2 separate regions of the Hordeum vulgare genome follow, and region 2 is linked to region 1. Evidence: chromatin contacts called from public Hi-C data. All regions are on one chromosome and are shown on one strand. Each heading gives the region's core, a stretch centred on a gene start, on an enhancer-like site or on the middle of the called end of the contact. The rest is flanking DNA. Distances are from core to core; before and after follow the strand shown.

Region 1 (3,090 bases), core at 199-2,698:
ATTTTTTTGATGCCAGCAGGTGTGCTGGCATGACCACGGAGCCGCAATGACGTGGTCGAACTCAAGTCCCACCGTTTTTTTGTGTGCTGGCATGTGTGCCGGACGGCTGGTGAGTGCGCCAGCATGACTGTGGTTCTATTTTTTTAGGCTCGCATGTTGCTGGCATGAAACATGGCCGCTGACATGGTGCTAGCATGAAACATGGCCGCTGGCATGATCGACCGCGTGCCTTTTTTTTTAAATGTTCATTGCGGACATGAAATGAGTCGACGCGTTTGGCGCACCGCCGACTCAAATCTAAAACAGGACGGCCAAACAGACAAAAAACGGACAAATTCGTCGCCCGTTTAGATCGACCCGTTGGAGTTGCTCTCATGGCAATTCGTCCAAAACATGACTTGTTCTAATTCTCATCCAGTCGGAGTGAACCACTAGTGTAAAGAATATGAATGTAGAGTATTATAGTATTATATGATATTATATTTATAATACTCATTATATTTATAATACAAAGTATTATAAAATAATATCATATATATATATATATATATATATATATATATATATATATATAAAATTTCTTATCATCAATGCCATAAAGTAATATATCATTTGATATAATACATTATCTATTTATATTACTCTGGCCTTTTTTTTAAATTCTCTATCACATCAGTGTGTTTGCTATTTCTGAGTGCATAATAGCAGCTAAGATACCATAGCTATGACCAGTCGAAATTGTGGATATGAAATCAGCACGTTTTTCCTTATTTAGTATTGGTTTGTGAAGTACTCTTCTCACAAGAAAACAACTTTCTAGGTACCGATCGTAATAGGCACATGGTGCGGTACGAGTAGATCCAAATTATTTGTATCCATGTGGAAGGTAGAGAAACAAAGGAACGCGACAAAAAAGCCAGGCGTGCCCAACGAGTCCGACTCTTCAAAAACAAGAAAGCAAATGCTAATTGCACATGAATAGTAACACTGCGCATAGTGATCGATCGTGAAAGCAACAACCAAATAGAAAAACAAATAAGTCGAAGGGGCTGCCGGTAAAACGAAACGTTTGCTGGGTCAACCGAAACGAAATCGCCGTTCGTTCTTCCTTTCGGCTAAAGGCCAAACAAAACAGCTCCACGCACGGCATTTACCGTCTGGTCTTCCTACGACCACGCAACCGGCTTCCACTCGTATGCACGCGGGGCTGGATTCTGGTCCTCGTTGTAGTACAAGACTACGAGTATTGCCGTACACGTAGCATAGCACGATTCAAAACGGAGCATTTCCAGGTTGCGGATTCATATAACAAGAAGCAAACGAACTGGATGGGCAGCGCGGTGTCGCTGTCGCCCACCACGTTCGCCTCGTGTGAATTATTGGTCGGTGTGCTTAGAACAGTGAGAACGAGGACCCATGCCATAATAAAGTTGAATGGATCCAGCAACAAGCACGGCGCACTAGTAGCTCGCGACACGCACCACCTAACGCAACCGGCCAAGGCAACTCAATCGGCGTGCTCCTGCTGCTGCTGCTTAAATATAGATAGAGCTAAGGGTGCGTACCAGCTCATCGTAGTACATCGGAAGCACATCGGATCCAAGAGTATCATCGTCGGTTAGCCGTCGCCACCACCACCAAGAGGCAACACCGCCATGGCAGCGCCCCCCTCCTCCGTCTCCGTCAGGGCCGGCGCGTCCGTCTCGGCGAAGCTGACCCCTTCGCGGGCCGCGAGGGCTGGGCTCGGTGGCAGGGTCAGCGTCAGCTCGGGCAGGAGGTGCGGCGGCCCCGTGCGGGCGTCGCTCTTCTCGCCCAAGCCTGCGGTGGCCATGGACGCGCGGCCGAGCAAGGTGCAGGAGCTGCACGTGTACGAGCTCAACGAGCGCGACCGCGAGAGCCCCGCCTACCTCCGGCTGAGCGCCAACCAGAGCCAGAACGCGCTCGGCGACCTCGTCCCCTTCACCAACAAGGTCAGTCAAGTCACCCCCAGCCGGTGTGAATCTTGCTCTGTTCAGCCCCTCTTCCTCTGCTTCGTTGAGTGATTCATCGTCGTTTGCCGGCGGCGTCGACGTGGTGCGCGCAGGTGTACAACGGGAGCCTGGACAAGCGGATCGGGATCACGGCGGGGATCTGCATCCTGATCCAGCACGTGCCGGAGCGCAACGGCGACCGCTACGAGGCCATCTACAGCATGTACTTCGGCGACTACGGCCACATCAGCCTGCAGGGGCCCTACCTCACCTACGAGGAGTCCTACCTCGCCGTCACAGGAGGCTCCGGCGTCTTCGAGGGCGTCTACGGGCAGGTCAAGCTCAACCAGATCGTCTTCCCCTTCAAGATCTTCTACACTTTCTACCTCAAGGGCATCCCGGACCTGCCAAAGGAGCTGCTCTGCACGCCCGTCCCGCCTTCCCCCACCGTCGAGCCAACGCCCGCCGCCAAGGCCACCGAGCCACACGCATGCCTCAACAACTTCACTGACTAGCTGTACCTGTGATCTACTCTACCTAGCTATGTTATGTACACCAACTGCTCGTGCAGTCGTGCAAGTTGAATGAATCTCCGTGTGTTGCAATCCACGCTCAAAATAATTTCAAGTGCTGTACGGAAATATGAATTCTTCTCCCAATAAAATATTCATATTTGTTACTACTACTAGTAGTTCACTTCGGACTGGATACATCAAGTATTTCTGAACGGAGGAAGTTGTTCTATGACTAAAAAATAATTATGAAGACTTTGAATTTGCGTATCTCTAGACAACAGCTCCATAATCTATAGAAAACGCCCTTAAAAAATGAAGACTGTAGTGTCTATACGACAAATCTGTCTGAGATTAAGTCAGACAACACAAACCAATCCACATAAACTATCTCAACAAATTCAGGCATCTCTCGTTATCAAAAAGAAAAACTACGTCTGACAATCATTGTCTCTCTCCAACGTGTCGTCGGACAAATGGTCCTTTTCTTAATCAAAGAGGAAAAACTAATGCAGGCAGCCATCCCTGGTGTAGTGGCGAAAGCAGAAAATATTTTTCACGACTCTGCTTCCCAGCATTTCCACGAAAGTAACATTCCAATTATTAAG
Region 2 (3,090 bases), core at 313-2,812, 300 kb before region 1:
AGACCTGCCTACACCGGCCAACGAAGGACCTTCTCGGGCCCCATCAGGCAGCCGCATTGGATGCGCAAACACAGGCCCTGAGCAACGGTGACTTCATGAATGGTAGCCGGGTCACGGGTGGGCCATGGCTTGACGTTGCCAACAAGAATTTTTGGCAAGTCATGGTGTTTAGTGCATATATATATATATATTCTGCCTCTTTGGTTACGATGAGTGGCATGCATGACATCCACAATGCTTCTTGCTATGGGTACATGCACTTGGACCACTTCTCTTTCTCTTTTGTGGCAAAAGGGATATTAGGTGGCTATCTTGTTTCCTGACCGTTGATATAGTCAAAAAATAATTTTATCGATCAAGTAGTATGTGATATGATTCAGACAGCCGTGTAAGTAAAGATATACACATTTGATTTTCTAATTTGCAACAAGTTAACAATGCAAAATTATAAAAGCTGACATGATGTTAAGTGTTTTCTATATGGCGCATGGTTCATTGAGTAGAAGGTCGCACATGCCTTGTCTCTACTACGAGCAGTACTCATAAAAAAAACACATTGTAAAACCCATTACGCTACTATGCTTTCACTTGCATCAAGTTGCATTGTCAACAACTTACCTGTTATTTCTCTTAAACAAAACAGTGACAAAAAATATTTGTTTTCATAACCAATCAAATCATGCATGGTCATGATATTGTTAGCCTTGGTCATTGCGTTTTTATGCCAGTCTTCGTAAACAAAGAAATATATTAAACATCAAGATATATTCACGCCGCTACATTATCACTCATATCAACTTGCACAGTTATCAATTTACATGTCACTTTATACTTGAGGAAACCAAAATTCTATAACAACAACCAATGAAATCATAAATCGTGATGATAATGTCTGTCACTATCACCGTTTAACCTACCGACCTTCGCGAATAACTATGACATTTGTACATACCCAAGAATTGGTCCCCTCCTTGAGTTAAACTATAAAAGCATTGCGCTCTCCTTCATAAAAAAATATAATCCATACACAACTTTTGTAAAAAGTAAAGTAGACAGTAAAAGTCTCTACGCCACTAAGTTGTCACTAGCATCAACTTGCACGGTTACAAATTCATTCAATACTTTCTCTCGAGCAAATCAATAACATGTTGCAACAAGCACACAAGGTCATGATAATGTCTGTCTCTATCATGGTTTAACCTGTCCTCGACGATGTTATAGTATATGCCCGTAATCTAGAACTAGGGAACACATTGGTTTCCTCCATAGGTTTAAACTGTAAAACCACTCCCTTGTCATCCATTAAAAAACCCAGCTCATGCACATTGGAACAAAATTTAGCTCATGCACATTGCAGACTTGGAATTTGCTGTGGGGTAAGCCAAACCATTTGCATTATTCTATTGCCAATGTTCTCTCCCACTTGGGCAGCATAATGCAATAGTGCAAATGGCGCAACAGATGCAGACACACGGAGAGGCAATAAAATAGTAAGAGCTGAGGGTGTTCCTTGGAACAATGGATAAAAGGGGTAGCCCAAGTGGAGTGACGCGGTCGAGGAGGGGGCGCGCGGGGGGCAGAGAGGGAGCGCAAAGGGACGGCGGAGGAGGCAAGCTTAGCTTCCCGGGGCGGAGGCACCGAGAGACTAGGAGAGGACGGGAGGGAGGAGGCGCGTGGGAGCCATGCTTCTCCCCTCTTCGTCTTCCTCCTACGATCCCAAAGGTTTTCCCATCTACCTACCCCTAGGTCTTTTCGATCGTTTCGCCATGTATGGCGCCGGTAATCCTTTGCTGGTAGCCTGCTTCTCTCCTCCTACGTCGTCTTGCTAGATGGTTTTGTGGTCTCATAGCGTGAATCTTTCTTTCGTGCTTCGCGGCCGGGAGAATCTTGCATGCTATTTATGTGGATTTGGTTTGCATGTCAGCCGGTGGGCATGGATGCAGTTGACTGGTCTTGAGGATCTCCCACTCTCACACGGTTGCTCTGTTAATTTGATGTGCTGTGGATTATGGAATGGTGAATTTGGGCTGGGAGCTGTTCTTGACTTTTCGCCGTGGACAGCTCCGTCTACATGCATGTTCTTGGGAATTGGGACGCCATCATCACCATTAATTATCGCTTGGCCGGCTTATAATTGACCCTCCCTTCATTTCTTTTAGTACTAGAGCTAGCAGAAACAGTTAGCTTGCCCACCAGTTCCTGTGTTTGTTTACTTTGGCCTTTTTATTTCAGTAAGCAGAGTGTGATAGCATAGCTTTCAAGAAGAAATTGCATGTTAGCTGTTCCTGACACTTGGTGAAAGCTGAAAAAGACATGGACACACAGCATTATGATGTCGTTCTAGACCTTCCCTTGGTTACCATTAGAAATATCAAGAAGCTAGTATATTACTCTCCCCGTTCCAAAATACTTATCGTGGTTTTAGTTCAGAGGGAGTAAATAATCTGATTGACAACTTGATTTATCTGGTATGTTTTTTTTATCTGGTCTGGATCTGTAGGATCATTACTGTTGATTCATTTGGTTATCTAGCATTCAGCAATAATACAGCGCGCTCTTTCATCAGGTGACTCCTTTGGGAAATCGGTTGACGATTCTATGAGGTCAACTTTGACTTTTGGGGAAAAGCATTCTGTATTTACAAGTCAAAACACTGACTATGGCCAACCAATGGTAAGCACTCAGAGCGAACCGAGCTTCGTTAGGAAACACCAAATTAAAGAGAGTCAGTCATATTCTTTTGTTCTGGGGTTTGTGACTGATATCTTATTTCCGCTTATCGTTCAGGCTTGCATTTCATACCCATTCAGTGATTCTGGTTCTGGAGTTTGGGCAGCCTATGGGTCACAGGCCATGGTATGTCTTTTGAACAAGTTTTTGCAACTGTCAAGTTGTCGACTCGGGTGATATTTGAACTTCAGTGCTGATGGAGCTTATAAACCTATAACACTACAGTTACTAGAAGGCAAACTGAGTCGATTCCATAATCAATCTTTCGACAGTCCAACTTGACACAATATCCTGTTAAAAAAACTTGACACGGTATCATGTAGAAAGTTAAAATGGATCAGTAGTTTACCATTTTTCATG

The links. Hi-C and Micro-C count contacts between places; a contact is called where the count stands out from the background.
Region 2: a Hi-C map of seedling shows a contact between it and region 1, with 9 times the contacts expected there. The contact joins the promoter of LOC123403683 here to the promoter of LOC123403633 in region 1. A contact is called at or near these places in 2 of 6 Hi-C or Micro-C datasets (leaf and seedling) and 1 of 1 datasets of contacts at active chromatin or transcription factors (embryo).

Annotation. Positions count from the first base shown.
Region 1 is chr6H:525,912,944-525,916,033 of MorexV3_pseudomolecules_assembly, reverse strand. LOC123403633 (allene oxide cyclase, chloroplastic-like) reads left to right here and starts at 1,448. Exons shown (of 2, transcript XM_045097556.1): 1 at 1,448-1,970; 2 at 2,084-2,652. The coding sequence starts at 1,656. The coding sequence ends at 2,485.
Region 2 is chr6H:526,217,752-526,220,841 of MorexV3_pseudomolecules_assembly, reverse strand. LOC123403683 (nuclear transcription factor Y subunit A-4-like) reads left to right here and starts at 1,562. Exons shown (of 5, transcript XM_045097597.1): 1 at 1,562-1,722; 2 at 2,567-2,673; 3 at 2,788-2,856. The coding sequence starts at 1,683.